2 separate regions of the Oryzias latipes genome follow, and region 2 is linked to region 1. Evidence: chromatin contacts called from public Hi-C data. All regions are on one chromosome and are shown on one strand. The core of a region is the stretch at or near the end of the contact, and the rest is flanking DNA. Distances in the headings are between cores, read along the strand shown. Region 1 overlaps LOC101169415 (UTP--glucose-1-phosphate uridylyltransferase). Region 2 holds the start of vps54 (vacuolar protein sorting-associated protein 54).

Region 1 (6,130 bases), core at 2,327-4,826:
ATTTGTTAATGCATTATTTAGAATTCCTCATCCTCTTGTTACTTTTTGGTGCTGCTCTATCCTTTTATTTTTTCTGTTTTTATTGCTCATTTGGCATGTTTAGCTCTACATAACATGACTAAGGGAGCACTGAGGAGCCAGTCAGACACTTAAACATCTCACCCACTTTATTTTTTTAGGTGTATTTTTAGAGTCATTTATAATCTGCTGTTTTTAATAGATCTATGGTAACAAGGTCATTTCCTCTTTGTGGGTTCCCTAAAGTTCTTTTCTGTTCTATTCTAAAACAATGTACAGCATTTTTGTCATAGTTTAGGTTTTTTTTTTCTTTTGTCGTTCCCCCATTTGTCCCTAGCTAATTAGTATGTAGCGTTGAATTTTTAAAAATCTTTTTATGCTTCATTGCATTGTTCTAATGTAGTTTTTGTGACTGAAACAAACACACACACGTGCTCCATGGGATTGGTTTGTCTGTTTGTGGGCGGGTCCACATTGCGGCTCAGGGCTGAAGCCGCATTCTCACGGGCTTCCTCTGAGCTGAGGATGAGGAGGACGAGTGTTGTTCAGTGAGTGACAAGTCTGGAATCTGCTTTGGGACCATCGTTGCTCTTTGTAACCCGAGTTTGAGCTTTTGAAACCGCAGATCTTTGACAAAATGTCTCTGACTGTAGCAGGTGAGTTTCACCTTCAGCGTTGATCTGTGACCAAATATCTGAGTTTGAATTATTGCAGGAAAGATGAGTTTGCGTTTAAAAGGTTAAATGGTCGTGTAACCATTATTTTAAACGCTGAAATGACTCTAGGCTCATCTGATTTTCACGTGTTGTAATTGATACGGAGCTGCATTGTCCTGCAGTTCTCAGATTCCATCAGACCTTGCAAAAAAAAAGAATAGAAACCCAGCGTTCGAGCGCCTAACACCTGTTCTTTCTCTCTCTGTTCCAGTCACTGATGTGCATCAACAGCGTGGAGATTATACTTGTCTTTCCTCCAACATGTCGCTCAGGACTCTGACCTTACATCTGTGTGCTTCCAGATCTCGCCAGAGGAGCCATGACAGAGTTCCAGGAGAAGCTCCGCCAGCAGCACGAGGAGTCGATGCATCGTGAGCTGGAGGCGCTGCTCGCCACCGCCAACAAGGAGGAAGCGGAGGTGAGGGGGAGCCGTCTCCGAAACCGGCTGAGAAAGTCCCAGCCGGGAGAATAAACTCATGAATTGAGCTTTCAGCACTTTTGGAATAAAGTCTAAGCCTTAATTGTTTCCTTAAAGCAAATGAATAAATGCTTTAAAAATAACCTGCAGCTTTCATCAAGGCCACACTGTTTTTCATCCGTTTGGAGACTCTGGACTCACTGGGACAAATGCCACTGGCCTGCTTGTCTGTCGTTTGTGCTGAGTAAATATTTGAGTGGCTGATTTCTCCGAAAACTGGAGATCAACCTTTACATGCAGCAAATCAGTGCACAAAGCTAGGAAGCACAAATAGGGTTTTTTTAAGAGCAAAACAAAAAGAAATAAAAACAATTAAAAGGACAAGCAGAATCTCGACATCTTTGGATACATTAAATATTATTTTTTTAATAATTTAGAGAAATATTTGCTCAAAATATCCAGAAAGACAACTTTTTCAGCCACAATATTTGTTTTATGCTCTAAAAATATAAAAATAATACTTTTCAAATAAAATAATATAGTAAATCATTTTAAAATAGTATTTTAATTGTTTGCTTTTGGCTGTCTGTTTTGCTTTTTGTTGATGTCTGCGATTATCATGTTTTCTGCTCCAGATTTTTACATCATTGGATCAAAGAAGTCTGATGAGTTAAAGTCCAGTCATTATTTATTTAGGAAAATTTTACTGATTCAATTTACCCTCAGCAAAAAGGAGTAAATAAATGTACTACACTTATACTTAGTCTATACTAAAGGTGATGGAGTATACTTGAAGATTATATTTGATATATTGATTTTTCAAGCCTTCCCTGATGTTCTGTCACCTGAAATGTAGTTAATGGATTTTTTGGGCTTTTATGGTTCCATTTATTTGCTCAACATCAGCAACTAGTGATGGCCGACTCCTTCTCTTTCAGATCTCCAGGAAAGACTTTGACGGCTTCAAGAAGCTCTTCCACAGATTCCTGCAGGTCAAAGGTCCCTCAGTCAATTGGGCCAAAATCAACCGTCCACCCGAGGACTCGGTAAGCGCCAGATAACCCGTCACTGTTTACCGGGCTTCACCGGGGGGCCCTGAGTCAACACGGATCCCGGTTCAGGCGTCAGAGCAGCGGAGTTGAACTGAGTTTGCTGCAGAGTTATGTAACAAAAAGGAGAGAATTCCACTGATTTAAAATTGAATCTAGTTATGTAGTTATGTAGTTATGTAAAAAAAATTCTGATGTTTTCCACTAAAAATCGATTCTCCAACTTTTTCACTTTTATTTCTTTGTTTTCTTACTAAACCGTTTGGATCCATTTCACATCTGTTAAAAAGGAAAAGAGAAATTCTCTGCAATAATAAAAGATCTGCTTCCAATTTTCTAGTTTTACTGATACTGGATTAAATCAACATCAAACATGAGTTTAATTTCCACAAAAAAAATAGCTACATATTTTATTTATTGGTCCCTGTGGTTCTGGTTGGGTTAAATAGACCCTTAGAGATTCTAGTGTAAAAGGTGTTACATAACAATAGTGCTGCGATATAGTTTGGAGGTCTGAGGAAACACAAACTGAACTAACATGAATCCATTTTTATGCCACAAAGGACAAAATAAGAATAATTAAGATGCAGTGAAACTTAAAAAGTAGTCATAAGCTTTTTTTATATGAGATGATTACTTAAAAACAGTTAAAAACTAAACTCTAAAAAGCAGAAAACTGTTTTTAAAGGAGGCGGTTTTGTTAAAAGTTAAACATGGTGGCCTCCTTTGGAGAAAGAAAAGAGACGGTAATTGACATTTTTCTGTATACAGTTTGCCTTCATGTCTTATAGTTTTAGAATTTACACATTTATGTGCTTCAGACAAACATAAAATAGCAAAAACCTTATTAATTTAAGCAGTTTTATTCAATCAGTCATTTTTATTTGTGCAGTACTATTCATCAACATGCTGTCGAACCCCCCCAAAAAACTCACATTTAGACATAAATTTGAAGAAAATACATAAGACACATCAGATTAAAAGCAACAACAATATAAAATAGACATAAAAAGGGAGTAAACAATTATTTTTCTAGATCAGAAAACAAAGAAAATCTTGAAGTTTGCAAACAAAAACATCCCGTTTTTTTCCCCCTCCTCATGAAATCTCTCTGTGGTCTGTGAACTGCAGCAGCTTCCCTTCAGGAAATCATGACAAGAGAAACCTGAGCGCACGTGCAAACCATGTTTTCCGTCATATGACTTTTTATTTAAATGATTCAGGAGAGCGTACGTCGTCACTAAAGTTTGTAACCAGAGCTGACAGACGGCACTGCTCAACACCGCTCGCCTCCTTCCTGCAGCTCTGCAAAAATACCCGGCAGAGCGAAGGTTACCACCCAGAATAGTCTGACCGCTGCAGCATTCGAAAGCTGTCGGACCGTCGCTGACATTTGTCTCCTGCAGACGCCCCCCTAGTCCTCTCAGCTGCTCTGCAGTGTCACATGACCGCGTTCAAAGAACATGAAATATGATATCCCAAGTGTCCTGAGTTCAAACATGCTGGTGAAGTTAAGGCCAACTCTGAGATGGATGTCTAGTATGAGTCTCCAGAGGTGTGGGGGTTCTGCTACTGCGCTTCAAGTGTGCTTTACTTTCTGGAACACGCGTGTGTCACATGCCCAGAGATAAACCCTAAAGCGTCCTTCAAGACCAGAAGAAAAACTAAACATAAACGCAGTTACAGTCTCACTGCGATAATCCTTTGATCTATTGTAAAAGCTTTCCTAGTGGTGATGATTATGCTGATTTAAGGCAAAATCCAAAAACCTGTGTCGTTTTCTAGGACATAGTTTCTGCAGAGCGGCAGCAGTTCATTTGAAATTCACCTCTGAGTTGAAGGTGGGACCGTTGGCGTGGTGCAACCCCCCCCCCCCCCCTTCCTGTCACTCAAAACTGAGAGTTCTCCATTTACGCACTGTCCTGCTAGCTTACAGCCCCTCAAACCCCAAACCTAACACTAACGGTGCAACAAAAATATTCAACAATATTGGAGCTGTGCAGCCGTACAGTTTTGAGCCAGATTCCAGTTCAGACGAGGAAAGCAAAGTCGTACATGGATCCATTTGTCTACAAGTGGATGCATCCGAATGCAGCGGAACAGGACACTTGTGCCCCGCCCTTGTGCCCCGCCCAGCGTATTTTTTCGACCTAACAAATAGGATCAAACAGCAATTTTTCATCTGCTCCTGATTCAAAAGGATTTGAATAAAGAAATATTTAAAAAAACAACGTTAAGCTTAATTTTCTTCAGATATGTCTTCTATCATCAAGAAAAATGCCAAAGGAACATGCTAAAAACACCAAAAACACGATTTTCACCAAAGTGGGTTTTTAAAGAGAAGTTCTTTTACTTAAGCGCCTCGTTTTCAGTACAAAATCTAAAAAGAGTTTCACCGAAAAGGAAGAAGATCAGGTCATCTGTGTTCAGTAAATGTTTCAGGTTCTGTGTGTCCTAAGGAGCAAACTAAATATGAAAACATCTAAAAATAAATACTACAACTTTATTTAAATATCTTAGAATTAAAGAAGTTTCACCAAACCACTAAAAAAAAAGTTAGGCAATCATTGCGGTGTTTAGATTGATCACATCTGAGTCAAATATGAGCAGAAAAAGCAGGTTTTTGGAAGTGTCTATGATGTTGAGTCTGCTTTCTTTGATGCTCCATCAGATCCAGCCCTATGACAGGATCAAGGCCAAAGGACTCCCTGATGACATCACCACCAGTCTCAACAAGCTGGTGGTGGTCAAACTGAACGGAGGACTTGGAACCAGCATGGGCTGCAAGGGCCCCAAGAGCCTGATCAGCGTCCGCAATGAAAACACCTTCCTGGACCTGACGGTGCAGCAGATCGAGGTGCAGAAACACAGAAACCAAGTACGAGTCGTGTTTTTAACTCCCGTGTGAGACTTTTTCCTCTGATCTTCCAGCATCTGAACAAAACGTTCAACACAGACGTGCCGCTTGTTCTCATGAACTCCTTCAACACTGACGAAGACACCAAGAAGATCCTGCAGAAGTACTCGCACCACCGAGTCAACATCCACACTTTCAACCAGAGCAGGTGCAACACACATTCATGTCATCACTTCCTGAAGGGCTACTGTGAGAAACTGGAGAAACTCTTCTTAATATCATTAGAACTCTTATAGCAGCTTTTAGAATCAGCTGAAGTCTCTTTAGGAGTGGAACCAGCCCGTGCATCACTTTGTAACAGGCTGCAGACTAAAAAAAAAAAAAACAGCTAAATGCAAAGCCCAAAGCTAGCAAAAAAAAACAATTTGAAAAGGTTCTCTAGGTAGAAAAGAGCCACTGAGGAAACAGAAAAATCCAGATTTCAAAGGAAACTTACTTAAAATGTATTGGGACAATTGTTCCCACACACCATAGGAACATAGGAGAATTCTGACAAACGCAGGAACTGTCTGTGACGTCCCAAAGGCAAACTCGCTCTGCACAATATGCGTCAACCAGCTCTCCAATGTTACAAGGATGCTGCTGATAAAGTTCCATTCACTTTGAATTTAGGTTTATTCTTAAGGGTGTAATGATTTTGATTAATCAACAAATAGATTTACGTTCCGACGATCCAACCAGATCAATCCGTCTGAGACAAGTTGTTAATAAAATCAACCGATTCCATTTAAAATCATTTCAAAATGAAATTAATGTAACCCTTGTGCTATCCTAGGCACTTTAACGTTGGGAGTTGGGTCATCTAGACCCACTAGACAGTGCTCTGAACCTTTTTTCTTCAATGATTAGTGAACCTCACTGCTGTCCATGGATTACATGAAATCTTTCCACCTTTGTCATGGTAGGGAGAACACGTCAATGTAAGGGTGGGGTCATCTAAGATAGCACAAGGGTTAATTTAACTGATATTAGAAAATACCATTTGGATTGAAGTATAGTAGGTTTATTTTAA
Region 2 (6,130 bases), core at 1,839-4,338, 33 kb after region 1:
TTTAATTTACATTTTAGTTCAGGAAATGCAGTAACCAAAAATATTCATTTTAAATGTCTCGAAAGGCTCGTTTCCTTTGTTTGTTTTAGTCGTTCTGGTTTATTAAAAACACAGCAGCTCTTATTTAGGATTCTCAAAGCCCCACTTTTGACTAACAACACATAAAGTTGGTGACATTTTTGTTGGTGGTTGGAACTTCCAACATAAATTATTTTGAGATGATTTTCCTGATATTGTGCTGACAGTAATGAGACGGGAGATTTTTCCTGTAATCCCCTCATCTCTGTGATGAGATTAACAGCAGAGGGTCTTATACGTCTGTGCTCTTAGTGGTCAGCACAAAACATTAATGCTTCAGTCCAGCGTTAGTCTGCAAGATGCTGCTTCAACGAACCGCTTCAGTGAAGCTCCAGAATTTTCATAGTTTAAATAAGTATTATATCATACTATAATAGGTCAACAGTGACAGTTTTTTATTGCATCTTATTTATATTATACATTACAGAAATGCCTTAAAATAAAATGCTATTTCAGGATATTTTGTTAGGTAAATAATAATTCCATGAGCCTTTATATTTTATTTTTCTTTAAGGCAAGTGTCATCCTAAATGAGTAAAAAAATAAATAAAACCATCAAGTCACAGATTGAATGATTTTAAAGTAGCAGCGCTGTGCGAGTTTCGGTGCATCAGGACTATTTCTGCACACTTTCTTTGCTACATCACAAACATTAATGAGCAAAAGTCTAGGAAAACAAAGTGATGTAATCGAGTGCATAAAAGTGCAAGTGCTATTTTTGACTAAGAATATTTGCAGGAAAGGGAGGAGATGGTTTAGGGACAGCAGCACTGAGTAAAAGACAAGAGAGCGAGCTGAAAATGTTTAGATTCTCTTTGAGAAAGCTGAGGATGGATAGCATTAGGAGGAAGAACACTGGAGTGAGTTCATGTTAAACGTTTAGGAGAGAAATTCAGGCAAATCCAGGCAATTCTGACAAAAGAAAAGAATTAAGGCTGCAGTGAAGAAAACATGAAGATGCAGACTTATTTACCTGGTAACAACCTTTCATTCAACTCAGTTTATTTTACTCTAAAAAGTAGTGACAGTGGTTGTCTTAAAGCAGCAACTCAAAGCATTTAGGCATGTAGACATGATCAAGATGATCTGTGCAGTTCAAAGCGAACACAAGAATGTGATTTAAGTGACTTTGCATGTTGCATTGTTGTTGGTGCCAGATGGGTTGGTCTGAGTGTTTCATTCACTGATGATCTACCATGTCTAGGGTTTATAGAGATTGGATCGAAAAAGAGAAAATATCCAGTGATTGGATAATAGAAGATGGGAAAAACAATAGAAGATTGAAAAAAACGTTGTCTGGTCTGATCAGTCTCCATTTCTGCTGTGACATTCGGGTCTGAATTTGGCATTAACAACATGGATCCATCCTGAATATTGTTGCTGACCATGTCAATCCCTTTATGACCACAGTGTACCTTCTGATGGCTACTTCCAGCAGGATGAAGCGCCATGCCAAAATTAGTTTATGTTCATTGGACTCAAATGGCCTCCACAGTCACCAGATATAAACCCACAGAGCACCTTTGGGATGTGGTGGAATGGTAAATTGGCATATAGATGTGCAGCCAAAAAACTTGCAGCAAATGCATGATGCTATCATCTCAATAAGGACCAAACTCTGAGGAATGTTTCCAGTACCTTGTTGAATCTTTGCCACAAAGGATTAAGGCTGTTTTGAAGGCAAAAAGGGGGGGTCCAACCCGGTACCAGTAGGGTGTACCTAATAATGTGGCTGGTGAGTAATCAAGCATACTGGGAAAGGAACTGATAAGAAATGAAGTGAATGTGAACCAAATACATAACTAAAACAGAAAAACTACATTTACCATCTGATGTGATCAACTCAGAGAAAAGACAGGAAAGAAACAGTAGCTGTGATGCAAAGGTAGGTGGAGGGCCCATGTTTCGAAGGTTGCAGGTTCATTTCCTGCCTTTCCTGCTCGAGTGTCCGTGGGCAAAACACTGATCCCCTCAACCTTTCCACATGGTTAAAGATTATTATTGTAATGCAAAACACTTTTGACCTTAGAAAAGCCCTATATTGATATATAAATAAGTAATTAACAGCCATCATGGCTTCAACATTCATGAATGTAAGAAAGCAGACAAAAAAGATCTGGAGTACAAATGTCCAATGTGCCCTGAAGCTCTCACCACTAGTATCTGTTTTAGTCTGTTTATAGCAAGATAACCAGAAGCATAGTGGGTCACCTGAATTAACCTTAACAATCATCTTTATAAGATTGGTTTTATATAAAAAAAATTCCAGAACTAAAACGGGAAACTGTTTTAGAATTTAAATTAAAAAAGAAAAACTCAAAATGCTAATTTTAGCATTTTAGCTTTGACAACTTTAGAAGACAGAAGCTTTTAACAATGTCTTGACTTCAACTGTAGGCTGAAACTAATTATATAAATGAATACAAAGAGAGTGTATAAACCCACTTTTTAACTATCCCATGAAAGATTAATTAGACTTTTGTGTTACAGTTTAAATGCTCCGACCTGAGCTGTCAGATTTGCTCTGCTGCTAACTAGCTAGCATGAGCTTGTTGGTAACTTTCTCATTTTTCTGTTTTTAATAGAGTTGACATGAAAGTGTACCTTACACACCGATACAAAAACTCGATTATTTTTTAATTCTGCGCTGAAAGAGAAGAATATCGCAGAGTTGCTGTCAAAGCTAAAGCTAATGTTGACGGTTACAAACAGAGCACAGGGCTAATGCTAGCAGAGACAGAAGGAGGTTCCGCGCAGACACCAAACAAGCCGAGATTCGTTTGGCAGCCTCGGAGTACCGGTCGCTCGCCTACCTGTCGTGTGGAGCGCAGCAGTCGGAGTTTCCCTTCTTTACCATCCCAGAAACTTCACAGGAGCCGGGAGGAAAACAAGCTGGCACACTGTGCAGTCAGCACCGGCACTCCGACCATCATGCAATGCGGGGGAACACAGCGACGCGGCTTCTCCTCTTTCACATTCACACACAGACTGTTAAAACAACGCACTCACACCAGTTGTGTCTGTGATTTGAAGCCCAAAGCTCTCTGCTGCCACCTGTCGACCATACCGGTAACAACTGTTTTTCCAGAAAAAAAAAGTTTCAATTATACTTTTCTTTTTTTTAAACCAATTTAGATGCAAATATTGAACAGAACTCAAATATTTAAAAAGGCCTCCTTCTAAACTAATATATTTTTACATATGTCAGTAATTTTAATATAAATATTGGACAAAGATCACTTCAGGTAACAGAACATGCAGTTTTTGATCATTACATTGATAATTGTAATCTGAACTGTTGGAAAAACAGCCTCCATTTTGTTTTACTTTCTTTGTTGACTTTAGAAACATGTTAAAATCTCTGTTTAAATGCCTCTTCTGCTTCTGCTCTGATGAAACAGGATGCAGTTTCTAGAAAGGTCCCGTTTTGTGACAATTCTTTTGCTTAGTTGCGTCTTGGAGTCTCCCATGGATCTATTTTTGCCCAAAAGTTTATGTGAACTTTGACCTGAGCGAGTCATGTTAGGCCTGCCCTTTTGCAGTTTCTTTTATAACTTCCTGGTTGAGTCTTTGTGTAATTGGGCCAGTCTGCATATTTCTAGGAAAGGTTTTCCATCCTTTTGGGTTTATTTCATGTTCTGTGTCTTTGTGATCTTTCATGCAAAGAAACAAACAAAATGATAACGTTTATCTAGAAGGAAACAAACTGTGTCAAAACCTCAGCAGTGTTTTTTATTGTTTTCCGTTGGTACAAAAACAGTCTGAGGCAAAACTGCATAGCTGTGATAACAAACCAAGAGTCATACATAAACGCATTAAAATGACAAAAAGACAAAAAAGTCCATTAACTAGTGGTTAGGTCAAGAGGTGCCTGTTTAGTTAAAAAAAAACAATCTATCTTACTTTATTAAAAAGCTGAACTTCTAGAGAAGAAACAGTCACAGTTAAATGAAGATGAGTATCAGGAATGACCTCATGGGGGCTACTAGAGAACACTATACAGAGTTCAAAACTAAACAATGCTTGTTTAAAACACCTTTTACATTTTTGATTTGGTTGGAAGAAACAAAAAAACTCCTTTTCAGATACTTCCAGTCGCAAGCAGCTTCACAAGTTTCCCATAATGCACTTTTCATATGAATTAAGGTCAAAATGAATAGACAGATTAGGCAACAGTTTACCTGATTTCAGAGAAAGAAGATCCCAGAGTTTTGAGTTACATTTCACATTTTTTGACACTCCAGTGTTGTCCAGAAAATAGATTTTGTCAGATGTTTAGGAAAAACACAGGCAACTTTCCTGCTGTTGAACCGATTCACTAAAGAGGCACAAGAATAAATAGAGGAATTAAACTACAACTTTTGCCAAAAGGGCTTCCACCTGCAAACTGAGTTAAATAGAAGTACAAAAAAATCTGTCAGGAATCTACCAGATGAATGCACTTATTTGGAAATTTAAAAAAAAGGTTTACTTAAGTTACAGCCCCCTCCCTTTGTTGGTTAATGCTGTGAAGTCACAGGAGTTTTCTAGTCCAGCGGGCTTTGGAAGATGAGTCTGATGCAGGGCGTGTCGGCGCTCAGCGGCTGGATACAGAATGGGCAGGCCTGCGTGCCGTGCGGCAGCGGGATCTGACTCCAGTACGCCGCTGTCTTTTCAGAGCAGACATGTCCACACGGGACGAAGGCGTGGGTGGGGGGCTCCGCGTCCACGTAGAAGCCCGGCTCGCAGCCGAGCCACAACGGCACGTAGGGCCCCCTCGCCCGACACATGGGACACTCCCAATCCTGATGCTCCGCCTCATCCGCAGGGCTGCGGCGCCCCGCCCAGCCGTGGTACCCGTGCACGTGGCCACAGCGCAGATACACCCAGGGCTGCTTCTCCACCACCACGGCCTTGTGTCGTAGACTGGGGAAGGCCAAAGTGTTGAAACCCACGGGGCACTGCGGACGCCCGGCGTTGAGTTCCTGCCGCAGCGCCTCCAGGTGTTTGATGGTGGGGGTGAGGGCAAGTCCCTCCGCCGTGCGCCATAGCAGGGTGGCTCCACAGAGGTCGATCAGTGAGCCGTCCACCAGCTCATTGGACTCTGACTCCACCTGGATCAAACAGATCATGTAATTTACTCTTTAAGCCTCCATCCATCAATCTTTGGAACCATCTGAATCCTTTTCAGTGTCTGCGCCAACAGTCCCACCCACTAATCAGAGGCAACTTGCTAAAGAACTACTGCCGCACTGCAGAATCTATGTCCTAGAAAACAACAAGTTTTTGGTTTTAGCTAAAAACAGCATAATCATATTTAAAAAAACACTGGGAATGTTTTTTTTAAAATAGATTAAAAGATGATTAGAGTGGGTTCTATAAGAAAAAAAATGCAAATATGCCAAAAGTCTTCTAATTCCAGGACAAGGTTTGCAAAAACAAACAATAGGTTCACATAAAGATCAATAAAACAAATAATCAAGAATGAAATCTCAAAGGAGAACAGAGTTTTCCAACTTGCCTTCAGTTTTCCTATAGACCATGTGCTGAAAATTCTATTGTTCTGGCACAATTTGGTTCAGTATCAGGAAACGCAACTTTTTTCTGCAATTTTCCAAATCATGTTTTACCCCAAAACATAAGAGGGATTTCCTATTTGATTGTCATTTTGGACAATCAAAACCCCACAAACTGCACTTGTCTGTGCGTACCACTCACCATCTTCTCTCTGTGCTGTGATGATCTGGTCTCCCGGAGCGCAAAGACATTGCCGCACACAGAGATTTCCCTCCACAAACCGGGTTTGGAGTCCTGACTGAAGCCGTTGTGAGGATGCATCACCAGCACACCGTTGGTGGTCAGTCCATCCATCTGACCGTCCCGCATCCTCCACTTGGCTGCCTTCTCCTGTGAGGAACAAAACAGTTTTTTTCTTTTAGCACCATCAAACAGTTGATTAATTAGTAAATCACTCGATCGTTTGCTGCAGTGATCTGTTCGTCTGACCCCGAGGAAGATGTTTTTGGAGGAGTCGAAGCCTGCAGCGTAGATCCGAGCAGAGAAGGGAGGGTTT

The links. A called contact is a pair of places that touch in the nucleus more often than the background predicts.
Region 2: a contact with region 1 is called in a Hi-C map of fibroblasts, with 2.7 times the contacts expected there. The contact joins the promoter of vps54 here to the enhancer-like site in region 1. A contact is called at or near these places in 5 of 5 Hi-C or Micro-C datasets (embryo, fibroblasts and gastrula embryo).

The regions. Positions count from the first base shown.
Region 1 is chr1:8,717,870-8,723,999 of ASM223467v1, forward strand. LOC101169415 (UTP--glucose-1-phosphate uridylyltransferase) reads left to right here. Exons shown (of 10, transcript XM_011473219.3): 2 at 1,037-1,152; 3 at 2,091-2,198; 4 at 4,873-5,058; 5 at 5,133-5,266. The coding sequence starts at 1,054. Among protein-coding and RNA genes, the nearest start is that of LOC101169415, 4.7 kb to the left of the region's middle. Within about 2 kb of position 3,577, at least 2 of the 8 cell types and tissues checked have an H3K27ac peak or open chromatin away from gene starts, as enhancers often do.
Region 2 is chr1:8,751,477-8,757,606 of ASM223467v1, forward strand. vps54 (vacuolar protein sorting-associated protein 54) reads right to left here and starts at 3,089. Exons shown (of 24, transcript XM_011473287.3): 1 at 2,892-3,089. LOC101169661 (E3 ubiquitin-protein ligase pellino homolog 1) reads right to left here. Exons shown (of 7, transcript XM_011473463.3): 5 at 6,064-6,130; 6 at 5,776-5,964; 7 at 3,790-5,171. The coding sequence ends at 4,605.